Regions from separate parts of the Mus musculus genome. Here regions 1 and 3 are each linked to region 2. A link is a contact called in public Hi-C and HiChIP or PLAC-seq data. All regions are on one chromosome and are shown on one strand. Each heading gives the region's core, a stretch centred on a gene start, on an enhancer-like site or on the middle of the called end of the contact. The rest is flanking DNA. Distances are from core to core; before and after follow the strand shown. Region 1 has its middle 26 kb from the start of Lilr4b. Region 2 overlaps Gm40645 (a long non-coding RNA gene). Region 3 has its middle 66 kb from the start of Lilr4b.

The links. A called contact is a pair of places that touch in the nucleus more often than the background predicts. HiChIP or PLAC-seq counts read pairs in DNA pulled down with a chosen protein or histone mark.
Region 1: a Hi-C map of granulocyte-monocyte progenitors shows a contact between it and region 2, with 2.2 times the contacts expected there. The contact joins two enhancer-like sites. A contact is called at or near these places in 1 of 15 datasets of contacts at CTCF or cohesin (CD8 T cells), 7 of 484 Hi-C or Micro-C datasets (LSK cells, bone marrow-derived macrophages, conventional dendritic cells and 4 more) and 12 of 115 datasets of contacts at active chromatin or transcription factors (CD8 T cells, the HPC-7 cell line, astrocytes and 7 more).
Region 3: a BATF HiChIP or PLAC-seq map of CD8 T cells shows a contact between it and region 2, with 8 read pairs. The contact joins two enhancer-like sites. A contact is called at or near these places in 2 of 15 datasets of contacts at CTCF or cohesin (CD8 T cells and pro-B cells), 25 of 484 Hi-C or Micro-C datasets (B cells, CD4 T cells, CD8 T cells and 20 more) and 9 of 115 datasets of contacts at active chromatin or transcription factors (CD8 T cells, bone marrow-derived dendritic cells, bone marrow-derived macrophages and 4 more).

What each region holds. Positions count from the first base shown.
Region 1 is chr10:51,452,829-51,456,808 of GRCm38.p6, reverse strand. No RefSeq gene overlaps it. Among named protein-coding and RNA genes, the nearest start is that of Lilr4b, 26 kb to the left of the region's middle. Within about 2 kb of position 2,263, at least 124 of the 459 cell types and tissues checked have an H3K27ac peak or open chromatin away from gene starts, as enhancers often do. A contact at or near this core is called in CD8 T cells, bone marrow-derived macrophages and granulocyte-monocyte progenitors, where this site is marked.
Region 2 is chr10:51,518,506-51,522,926 of GRCm38.p6, reverse strand. It overlaps Gm40645 (a long non-coding RNA gene), which reads left to right. Exons shown (of 3, transcript XR_871642.2): 3 at 1,965-2,905. Among named protein-coding and RNA genes, the nearest start is that of Gm40645, 5.5 kb to the left of the region's middle. Within about 2 kb of position 2,481, at least 32 of the 459 cell types and tissues checked have an H3K27ac peak or open chromatin away from gene starts, as enhancers often do. A contact at or near this core is called in CD8 T cells, bone marrow-derived macrophages and granulocyte-monocyte progenitors, where this site is marked.
Region 3 is chr10:51,413,028-51,416,941 of GRCm38.p6, reverse strand. No RefSeq gene overlaps it. Among named protein-coding and RNA genes, the nearest start is that of Lilr4b, 66 kb to the left of the region's middle. Within about 2 kb of position 2,276, at least 18 of the 459 cell types and tissues checked have an H3K27ac peak or open chromatin away from gene starts, as enhancers often do. A contact at or near this core is called in CD8 T cells, where this site is marked.

The sequences.
Region 1 (3,980 bases), core at 1,014-3,513, 66 kb after region 2:
CCTTCACTCAAGAAGATCCACAGTATGGGAATGGTTTTCTCACCTGCCACCACCAGGACCATGCTATCACTTTTTTTCTTCTGATGTGGTAAAGTAGCATATACAGGAACACAATATCGACCTACATTGTGACACTGAATAGAGGACATAGACTATGTGGCCTTATTCTCAGTTTCTAGAATGGTTGCTGGTATCAGATAATGTGGACTTCCTTCTTTATGGAGATGGTATTTTGTGACTTGTAAGATCCCTGTACAGAAGATGGTTATCTGGTTCCCTATGCTTACACATTGCTCGGCACCCCCATGAATGTGGGTTTAAATGAAGCCTCTGAAAAGAAATCAGCATGTAGATATGAGGACATCACCCTCAGACACCAGCTTCCTGGCTCAAGACTTGTTTTGCATCCCAAACGACAGGGGTAAACCTCGATTCTTACTGAGTATGTACAATGTGCAACACCTGGGAAGACACTCACCTACCAGCACAGGGTTCCTGGGGTCCAGAATCAGTCCTGCAAGAGAGTTATCCATGAGTGTTTGCACTAACGTCTGGGTAGGTCCTCCATGTACAAATTGTTTCCCAGCTGCTGAAACACCCTGATAGCCTAAGGCATGGTTGTAAAGTGGCTTTCCTCTCAGGAAATAATTCTCCTTCCCAACCTTCACACCTCACCAAGATACAGCATGGCTATGAGAATGGGGGTCATGCCATCATCCACTTGCCACAAATGTGCTGATAATTTGTTTTCTTGCCAAATCGACAGACACAAAGTATATGATCTAAACAGTCTGTGTTCTTCTTTGTGTCATCTGCTTGTGGTACTATCAGCCACTGGGGAAGGGGAACTGATCTTGTGGGAACCACACCCTTGTTCCCCTGTTCTACTTTTTTTAGTTTCTTAGTTCTGGTTTTTGGTTTCTGAGATGGAGTCTGTTGAATCTCATGCAGACCTCAAATTTATCATCCTTCTTACTGCCTTCTGCTGGCATTACAATTCCAAATCTGGCTGTGGTCTCTTCATGCAGACAGTTTCCACTGTATGCATCTACATCTGTTTGAATGGACTCAGTCACTATGGACTTAATGTAAAAAACAAACAAACAAACAAACAAACAAAACAAAACAAAAACCAAAAACAAAAATACTGGTGAAACTGGTGTCATTCTGAGCCAGCACTTTCATCTGAGGGGGCTCAGAATTGGTTGTTCCTCACAGAGCTTCTTCTTGGTTCTCCTTTAACCAGACCACACTAATGACCAGTTGGCATCCTGACTCTTGAGATGCTTAGGGAATGTTGGATGTACAAATCCTTGGTATACATGAACAATGCCTACTCACCCAAGATGAGACACCAGTGACAGAAAAAAAGATAAGACTCCACACAAATCCAGTTAATGAACCAATGAGTTACATTTGTTCTCCTTAGAAGTGTGTGGTCAATGTTTGGTTTTTTTTTTTGTTTGTTTGTTTGTTTTGTTTTGTTTTGTGGTTTGAGACAGAGACCCACTCTGTGGCTCTTGTTCTACTGGAAGTCATCATGTAGGTCTGACTGATTTGAACTCATAGAGATCTACCAACCAGCCAAGGGTTGAGGTAACAGTGTAATTGAATGGTTTTATCACTGCATAAAAGTGTTGTCATGCATTATTTAAAAAGCTATAGTTGTGCTGGGAGAACATTTGCCCCAAGAACCTCTAAAGCATGAAGGAATAATGATGGGACCTGTCTTCTGTAGGTAGGTCACATCTCTGTAATCACAGCTACTTGCTGTGTCACAGAATGCTAGAGGAGCTAAAGGGTGCAGAAAGGGAAAACTACACTGTGGTCAGTGAGGTTGGTACCAACATAGTTCAGTTAGAATGCATCAGGATATCAGGGAGCTACATTAGTAACATAGGCAGGTAATATTAGTATATATGTGATATCCTTGCTTTAGGGGTGACCTTAAATTCCCCTCCTTTATACACAGCCACTCAGGAAATCCAGATTTCATCATATGAATAGTAAGTCAAACCTTTGTATAGAACTATTTCTGGGTAATTGTAAACAATCATCTATTCATGCTAGATATGGAGCTGATGACAGAGCAAAGTTAGAATAACACCAACAATCAAATAGGTGAAGCATGGAGTTTTATGGCATTATCTAGACAAATGGGGATTAGTCATAGTTTACAGGAACAAAAATCACCTAATGAGAGCTGACTCACCACATTCAACCTCAGAATAGGTGACAGCTCATAAAAAACAGGAAACATCGTTTACAGTGAGAAACCTATATGTAGTTCAAGAGGTCATGTACAGTGAGAAACCTGTATGTAGTTCAAGAGGTTGAAGAGCTTAATTTCCAGGGAGCACAGCTGCCAGGGGACTGCAATGGGAACACTTTAGGACAAAAGTTTTAGAATTTAATGTCAGAAGTAAGAGAGGAAATAAGACCTACAGAGAACCACATTTTTCCTGGATTGACCAGAAAGTGAATAAGACCATTACAAGACAGAAAGGCCCAGGAGAAGGAGGTTGGGGGAAAGGTTCACAAGACCTAGTTGATTCACTGAAGGAAGCTTAGGCCTCCCCCAGCATGGATCATTCATTGCTTGCTCTTTTCATTGTTTTCTGACTTCCTCATTACTAGAAGAGTCAGCCCTCCCCCTTAACACTCTGCATCTAAGACTCACCACTTCTTCTTTCTCAACATTTCTATTCTGAACAAAGTTCCTCATCTGACACTGCAGATTCTCTCTCAATGTTTCAGGCACTCATGCTCCCTGGAGGAATGCCATTAGTCAAACTACTTGTATCCCTGGGGCTTGTGTTTTGTCAGGTTATATGGTCAGTTTTGGAGAAGGCACCATAAGGTACTGAGAAGAAGGTATATTCTTTTGTTTTAGGGTGAAATGTTCTTTAGACATCTGTTAAATCTATTTGATTCCTAACTTGCATTAGTTTCTCTGTGTCTCTGTTTAGTTTCGGTTTCCATGATCAGTGAGGTGTTAAAGTTCCCCACTATTATTGTGTGGGGTAAAATGTGTGCTTTGATCTTTAGCAAGTTTTCCTTTACACATGTGGGTGCCCTTGCACTTATGGCATAGATGTTCAGAATTGAGAGTTCATTGTGGTAGATTTTTTCTTTGATAAGTATGAAGAGTACTTCTCAATTTTTTTGATAGCTTTTGGTTGGAAGTCAATTTTATTTGATATTATAATGGCTACTCTATCTTTTTTCTTGGGACCATTTGCTTGGAAAATTTTTCTAGCCTTTCACTGTGAGGTAGTGCTTGACCTTGTTACTGAGTTGCATTTCCTGTATGTAGCAAAATGATGGGGCTTGTTTATGTGTCTAGTCTGTTATTCTATGTCTTTTTATTGTGAAATTGTGCCCATTGATGATAAGAGATACTAAGGAAAAGTAATTGTTGCTTCCTGTTACTTTTGTTGTTGGAGTTGGAATTTTGTTCATTTGGCTATCTTCTTTATGTTTATTGAAAATTACTTTCTTGCTTTTTTCTGAGCTTAGTTTCCCTCTTTGTGTTGGAGTTTTATCTTTATTATCCTTTGAAGGGCTGCATTTGTGGAAAGATATTGTGTAAATTTGGTTTTGTCATGAAATACCTTGGTTTCACCATCTATGGTAATTTGCTGGGTATAGTAGCCTGGGCTGGGATTTGTGTTCTCTTAGGGTCTGTATGACATCTGCCCAAGATCTCCTAGCTTTCATAGTCTCTGGTGCGACATCTGGTGTAATTCTGATAGGTCTGTCTTTATATGTTACTTGTCTTTTTCCCCTTACTGCTTTTAATATTCTTCCTTTCTTTTGTGTATTTGCTGTTTTGATTATTATGTGATGGGAGAATTTTTTTTTCTGGTCCAATCTATTTGGTGTTCTGTAGACTTCTTGTATGTTCATGGGCATCTCTTTCTTTAGTTTGGTGAAGTTTTCTTCTATAATTTTGTTGAAGATATTTACTAGCCTTTTAA
Region 2 (4,421 bases), core at 1,232-3,731:
TTACTTCCAAGGTGAACTTTCTGTAATTTCCAAATGAGACTCTTATTTTAAAAGTCCTTCAAATATAAAGGTCATGTAACTTCTTTTTAAAGATTAATTCATGGTTGTAACTTTGGAATATAGCATATTGTGGCTGTTGTCTTTGTTTAATGGCATTCTCTTTGGTCTGTTATTGACAACCCTTAAATTCTTACAGATTTGATAATGGACTGCTGCAGGAACACTAGATAATCTGCTCACTTTCTGTCTTTAGGCTATTCCAGTGCCACACACTTGCCATGATTTGTGCATGCTGCATACAAGGGCTGTGTGGTGTTACCTCACCTTCTTACTCTGCAGCATTCCCATGGGTGGTGGAATGTGGGTGTCCTGGCCTCCTTGGGGCTGGGATGGTCTGTGTCTGTTGGGATCAACCACTTTCTCAGTGGGGGGGGGAGGTCTTTTGTAGAAGTATAGTTGGTTGAGTCCAGTGAATCTTCAGATATCTGGGCTCATTGCTGCAGGAGAGACTTTGTGGGTGGCTGAGCTGTTGGTAATCTCTAGTTTTGAGTCTTTTTGAGCTCCCAGGAGTCTGTTTGTTTTTGCCTGGCTCAGTGCTGCTGACTGATTCAGGAATATGGGCAGTATAATTTGTGCCAGTTTACCTCACATGCCATGCCAGGTAGTTAGTAAAATGGTCCCTTGGCACCTTACAAGGGCCATTCCAGTAGCCCCTGCTGTTACTGACATTTGTTCTGCTGTGTCATTTCCCCTACCCACCCACCTCCTGACTCTAGTGCCCCCTCAATGTTCTTAGATGAGTGTCCCTTGGGGCCCTAATGGTTTACTTTGAAAAAATTAGGGTCTTCATAGTAGGCCTGAGCCTCCTGGATACAGTCACTAGGAATAATGGAATAAGACCGAGGTTCTAGTTGTTGGCCTGATTAAGAGACACAGCCAGGGGCATTTGTGTTGTGTTGCTAGAGGATGAAATCCATAGACCTGGCAAGATGGACAAGAGTGAAAGCATTTGCCAAGAATGTTTTCATTAATCACGGATGTGAGTCGGAGGTTTGAAGACTCTCATCCTTGTGGTCATAGTACCAACCACAAATGATGCCAACTAGCTATGCAATGGCATTATTCCTATGACCTGCAGCACAACTTACTGTAAAGCAAAGTCTTTGGTGTCTAAGAGAAGTGTGGGTGTAAAGCTGAAACTTAAAGGAATTGATGGAAGTGCACCAGCAGAAGTGGAGCCTGTGGCTTATTTTGACTCAACACAGGAAACCTCACCCAGCCTGGACACAGACAGGATTGACAGATAATAGCTCTTTCTCAATACCATAGATGGTGGATCATGGTCATTCTTAGTTGGTAGAGTGATTCCTCTGGTTAATTCCAATGAGGATTTAGATTCTGTAATGCTAACAAGTTATGATACCCCCCAAGCAGTCAGCATCCCCCAACATTTTGAGGTACAAGTGGCATTCAGCTGCCTGAGGTTGAGCAATTACAGGTCAGTGATGCTGTTAGATATCTTGGGCTGCACACCCATAACACTGACTGGCTCAGTATGTGCTTACCCTATGCTGACAGGCATGGGTAACCCGGTTGAACCCTGTTTGTGATGGGAATTCGGGATTGCAATCTTCCCCATAAAGGAGGAATTCCCAGTAAATGCCAGTTAATAGCTTGTGTTGACTAAGTCCCTGCCATTTGTACACACTGCCCATCCCTACTACTGAATGGATGGCTTAGAGAGGGCCTCAGATCAGCCCCACCAGGTTGTCTGGTGAAACCATGTTGGCATGTCCTTGGTAAGGAGGGGCACTAGCTGGTGGGGTGGCAGCTGCTGCTGCTGCTGCACTGACTGCAGTGTGCATGTAGTAAAGAGAGAGACAGCAGCATGGGAGATGAGAGGGTATTGTTTTTGTGTGGCTGGTAGTGAATTTGGATGTGGTGGTCACCTATAGGCTTTTTAGGTCTCTTGAAGTATGAAGCTTGATGCTGCCTCCATCCTTCTTCCTCGAATCATGCTGGCTCTCCCTCAGCAAAGTACTGCCTCTCCCTCCAGGAAGATTGTTCCACAACCAGAGCATGCAAGGTAGGCCAGGCTCATGCTGTGGTTGGGCCTTTCTCATGGCTTTCTCTGTCATGTATGACTGGGGGTTGCCTAGTCCAGCACTCGCCTGTAGGATGTGTTCGTGCATCCCTCGATGCATAGGTTTCCCGGGAGGATCGTGAAAGGCTGAGTGTGTTTTGTTCCCAATTCTAAGAAGGGGCAAAGTGTCCACACTTTGGTCTTCGTTCTTCTTGAGTTCATGCGTTTAACAAATTGTATCTTATATCTTGGGTATCCTAGGTTTTGGGCTAATATCCACTTATCAGTGAGTACATATTGTGTGAGTTCCTTTGTGATTGTGTTACCTCACTCAGGATGATACCCTCCAGGTCCATCCATTTGCCTAGGAATTTCATAAATTCATTCTTTTTAATAGCTGAGTAGTACTCCATCCATGTAGCTGTTTTGTTCTCTCTCAAATTCACTTTTATTTTTAAAAGTTTACATATCTAGGTACATATTTCTAAATATATAAATGCAGTCTGCTTAATTTGTATAATGTTATTTATATGTCTATATTATAGAGCTGACCACATTTCTAGGAGATGCAATCTCATACCACACTTCCTGTTCCTCTGGTTCTTAGAATCCTTCTTCCCCTTATTGCATGATGATCTCTGAGCATTAGTTGCAAAAGAGTGTTAGATCCAGATGGATGCCCTGGATCTGGGCATCACATGATCACTGTTCTTTACTTTTACAGGTTTCAGTTTGTGTAATGTGCTTGTCTGTGGTGAATACACACACACACACACACACACACACACACACACACACACACACACACACACACAACACCAAAACACCTGCAGGCTCTGTGCATGCTGCTCTCCTGTCTCTGTGAGTTCCTGTGAGCTTTAATTGTGTTTTCATAGCAATGGTTCTCACCCTCTGGGTCACTACCTCTTTGGGGGACACATGACATTTTCACATGGGTCACATATCAGATATCCTGCATAACGGAGAATTACCTTATAATCTGTGACAGAATCAAAACTACAGTTATGAAATAGCAACAAAAATAATTTTATGGTTGGGGGGTCACCAAAAGATGATGAAATGTGATAAAGGGTCCCAGCATTAGAAAAGCTGAGAACCAGTGGTTTAGAGCATCTTGTTCAGGTGTTGATCTCCATTCCCTCAGGCTCGTAGACCCTTTTTGGCTCCTTTACCTCTGGGTTCACTGAGCTGTAAGGGGGTGGGTTTGAGGAAGGGATCTGTTTAGGAATGAATGCTCAGGTACTTACTCATGTGCATATAAAGAATGTCATTAGGAGTCATTTTTATTGCTACTTTTCAGTTTTCAAAGTACAATGTTTTTTTACACTATAATCCTAGTATACCTTGTGTCTGGTTCTCGGCCACCCAAGTGCTGTTGAGGACAGGTTCTGTCTTATGTAGTGGGCTTTAATTCAGCTGTGATTTCAGTTGGTTACTCTCACAACCTTTTGCCGCCACTGACCTTGCAGATATTGTAGGCATGACTCCAATGTAGATTGAAGACTTTGTGGCTGGGCTGGTGCTTATGTTTCTCTTTTGGTGGCATGCAAAGTAACTTTTTGTATCAAAGATGCCAGATTCCATTTACCTATGTATTTTGTGATGCCTCACTATATAATGGTCTAGTAATATTTCATTGTGTAAATATTTTGTTTATCAACTCTTTTTGTTGAGGAATGTATGTATTTGTTTACAAATTGTAGTTATGATGAACAGAACAGCAGTGAATATGTTTGTGCACTGGTGTGAATTCTCTGTGTAGTCGGCAGATCCAATTTTCCATTTTCAGTGTGTTGAGTTGTCTTTTGCAATAGGACCTTGCTGTCAGTTGGTGGAGAGTAGCACAGTCTTGGTGACAGCCTGAGTTGTTTGGAGATCTCCATGGGACCAGTGTGGACGCCATCTCTGTTAAGATGTAACCTGTTCTTAGGACTCGAAACTTATTTTTGTGAGAAGAGATAGCCTGTTAGAAATCTGTCTCCTCCAATATAAGGTCATTTTATTTACATTACCTTCATATATTATGTATTTTAGGAAGCTACTACTCCACTAGTTTTCTGTACTGCCCCTTAAATGGCCCTTATTTTTAGCCGCCTCTCCCCAAATATCTCCCCATATTTTCCCTTCCATCTCCCTCCTCACTTGAACCTTCAGGTTTAGCCCCCTCCATTTATCCAATACTTCTTATTCTATCTATTGTTCATAGCAAGATATATATATATATCTGATACTGCTCCTCTAGTTTATACCTACCCTCTGGAGATTCATGAATTTTAGTTTTGCATCATTTACTAAAGAGCTAATGTCCACATATAAG
Region 3 (3,914 bases), core at 1,027-3,526, 110 kb after region 2:
GATCTAAAAATAGCAGAAGAGAATAGTGTCAGATTGGGTAGTGCCAACAAAAATGCCAGATATGTGTCATGCTAACTCTGCCTAGGATTATAATGGGCAGGGAAAATTTATGAATCATTTTACTTAAAGTTGAGATCAAGTTGAAGTTGACCCAAAGGAAAGATGACAATTATGGGATGATCTAGCATCCTGAAAATATTACCCAATGTAGACATCACCAAATGCAGACTGAAAAGAACTAAAATTGGCCAGAAGCTATTTGCTTACCCCCTGAGTGTTTCAGAATAGAGCAATCAGCCTGCTGACTTACTGTTTTGTGTTTAAATCATGTCAAAAGAATGACAAAATGAATCATTTTCATGGTGAGAATCATGCAATGCTGTTTGAAAATATAGAATATTATTAAATAAAAATATATAGGTAATAAAATTCTACATTATTTTAAATATTGTCATAAAAATAAATTTGTGCATTTTTGAGACTCTGACCTTTTTATAGTATGCTTGGGATTTCAATTCTGGATACATTTTGCAGAACTGTGCACTGTTTTGGTTTTGTTTTTTTTTCTTTTCTGACAGTTGGTAGTGACCTTCATAGTGTCTTATGAAAGACACTATGGCTTTCATAAACTTGATGCTGTCCCTTAGATTAAATGACAGCTTTTAAGAGAAAATCAGGTACAGGTAACATACCACACTTTTGTTAGCACATCATTTGAGACTTTATCTATTAATATATACACACTGCCATTGCCAATTCTACTTCATTTTAAGAAAACCACTGTCTAGTATACCAAAGTGGGAGAAGGAGGAAGGAGGGGAGGAGGGAGGAAGGAGAGAGAAAGATAATTGTGCTTGAGAAATAGGGGAGGAACTTTGGAGTTTTATTTGCTTTTTATTGTAACACAATCAATTTATCAGCTTATAGCAGTATTTACTGTCTCGAAGTTTCATAGGGTCAAAAGACTGAGAATCGCATAAGAGAGTTCTTTGCTACAGTCTTACCTGACTTTAAGTATGTAAATAGCATTGGTTTTATCTAAGGTTCCAGATCAACTTCCGACATCACTGGTAGTTGGCAGAATTCAATTCCTTGAGGTTGTAGAACTGAAGGTCTCATAACTTTATTGGCTGTTGGCTGGTAGCTGTTTTCAGCTCCTAGAATTTGCTATCTATCATCAAAGCCAGCAGTGGCATTTCTGTTATAGGAAATTGCATTCTTCAGAGATAATTCAGTTTTTAAGATCTTATATAAATAGGTCCTAACTACCCTAATGATTTCTCTGTTGATCATCATTTAATGATGATCTGATCATAGATTCACATTATATTCTCATTCTGCCTAAACTCAGTGGCATACCACAATAGAAAACATGATTATCTTAGGGTGGAAATTTTAGGAGTCTTATTATAATTTTACCAGCCATGGGAACTAACAGTAATAATTAGCCCAGAGACTGGGAAGAGGCATTTTAATGCCAAAGAAACCCTAAAACAGCAAAATAAGATTAAGAAAATAACTAAAGTCTTGTAATTTTCTCAAGCAATAACTGCTGGCTGGTGATTTTGTCAGGGGCCACAGAGACTGTTCAAATGTTTGTCTGGAGCAGATATTCTGCCTTCCCTGACTCCTCTACGACCATTCTCTACTCTAGAGCGTAACTATGTGAATAAGAATTGTTGGTATTGAGCCACTAAGATGTGTTTTATTTACTCTAGATATGCTATGGTAATATAATTCTCTGAAGGGAAATACAACACCTAAATAGAAAAATATTTGGGTCTCTGAGCAACTCTGTGGATCCAAGGTACATTCCTCCCTAAACTACTACTGTCTTCTTCCAAACTTCTGCATGCTTTGATTCCCCACCTTGTCTCTTTTCTAGCTCTCTCTCCTCTCTCCCACTTCTCTCTCTTCCCTTTTCTCTATCACTCTTCCCCTTTCCCCATTCCCCCTCTCTCTCTCTCCCTCTCGCTCTTCTTTTAAGGTTATATATACTAATATTTTTTTCTCTGAACTATTTTTATGCTTTGGACTATTAATTTAAGAAAATATATTACATTTTGTTGTTTTCCCCAATAGGACCTTTGGAGGCAGGGGTAGGGAGGCACAGGATCAAAGACACAGACCCTGGGAGTCAGGCAAGTGGCAAAAGCAGAACTCATTTATTACAGAAAGTAAGTGAACCTTTATAACCCCCTCCCAACATCCTATTGGTCCCCAGCTGCTCTGATGATGTGCTGTTCTCTATCCATTGGCTTGCCCTGTCACACCATCTGGTGTCATCTGTTTCCAGGACAGCAGGCTGATCTCAAGTTGCCTCTTTCAGGTAACTGTTATTGCGCATACATCAGTCTCATAGGAGGCAAGGCCTTGCTTAGTTTCTCCTATATTTTACTTCTTCTTGATGTGTGCTTTGAATTGCTATTCAGAATTTTTTTTTCTGGGTGTGCATAGCTTTCCTTTCCAAAATTACCTCATTTGAGGACAATGAACCATCGTTATTAATTTTATTTTATGATCTTTTAGTAGGGTTACTTAGAATGTGTGTGTGTGTGTGTGTGTGTGTGTGTGTGTGTGTGTGTGTTTGGTGTTAAGTCACTGAGATGTGGATTCTATCACATGCACTTGCATGCGATCACACGTACACACACAGGTAAATATACATATTCTTTTTCTTTAAAAAATGATGCTTTTCCCTCACTTACTTTGATAATTGATTGTAATTCAATGAAAATTTCTTTCTTCAAAGATATGATGTTTTTAAAATAAAAACAAAGACAAAATTTTAATAATTCATTTTTAACATTTGGGCCTATGTATATCATAATAATGCTACTCATCAGACAGTGAGTATTTCCCATAATATTTCATGGAACGAAAATCTTGGTAAAATTACTGACAAAGCCTGCCTAGTTGCTCTAGTGATTTAGCTTTCTAATCACATAGCAGGATGATATTTCCTAAGGAAGTATGGGGCCTGGCTGACTACTCAGGAAGACTACATTGCCCTTTTAGAATACAAGAACATGCTTTGTTTCCAATTTACTGTGCATTTCCTTTGTTTATTACATGAGTACAACTATTCAGGTGAAGTTTTTATTTAATCAACTTTATTCTATTATTAGGCTTTATTTTATTATTTAATTTTATATTGGAAATAGATTCTTCTTTCATACAATACATCCCAACGACATTTTCCTCTTCCTCCACTCTTCTTAGACTCCCCATGACCTCCCCTCTCTCCCTGATCTATTCTTTATCTGTTTCCTTTTCAGAAAAGAGAAGGCCTCCACAAGACTACAGATGAACAGGACAAAACAAGAAAAAATGAGAAAATGTGAAAGCCCTTGTGATGGTTTGTATATTCTTGGCCCAGAAAGTAGCATTATTAGGAGGTATGGCCTTGTTGCAGTAGGTGTGTCACTGTTGGGGTGGAGGGGCTTAAGACCCTCATCCTAGCTGCCTGGAAGCCAGTTCTTTCACAAGCAGCCTTCAGATGAAGACATAGACCTCTCAGCTCCTCTTGCACCATGCCTGCTTGGATGCTACCATGCTCTTGCCTTGATAATAATGGACTGACCCTCTGAAACTATACAGCCCCATTCAAATGCTGTCCTTATAAGAGTTGCTTTGGTCAAGGTATCTGTTCATAGCAGTAAAACCCTAACTAGGACAAATACTGATTCATTAAGTTGGATCACTAACTGCATAAGGTTGATTCCTTCTTCTTCTTCTTCTTCTTCTTCTTCTTCTTCTTCTTCTTCTTCTTCTTCTTCTTCTTCTTCTTCTTCTTCTCCTCCTCCTCCTCCTCCTCCTCCTCCTCCTCCTCCTCCTCCTCCTCCTCCTCCTCCTCCCCCTCCTTTTCTTTTTTTTTTTTTGTAGTAAATACTACAAGTTTTAGGATCTGAAAC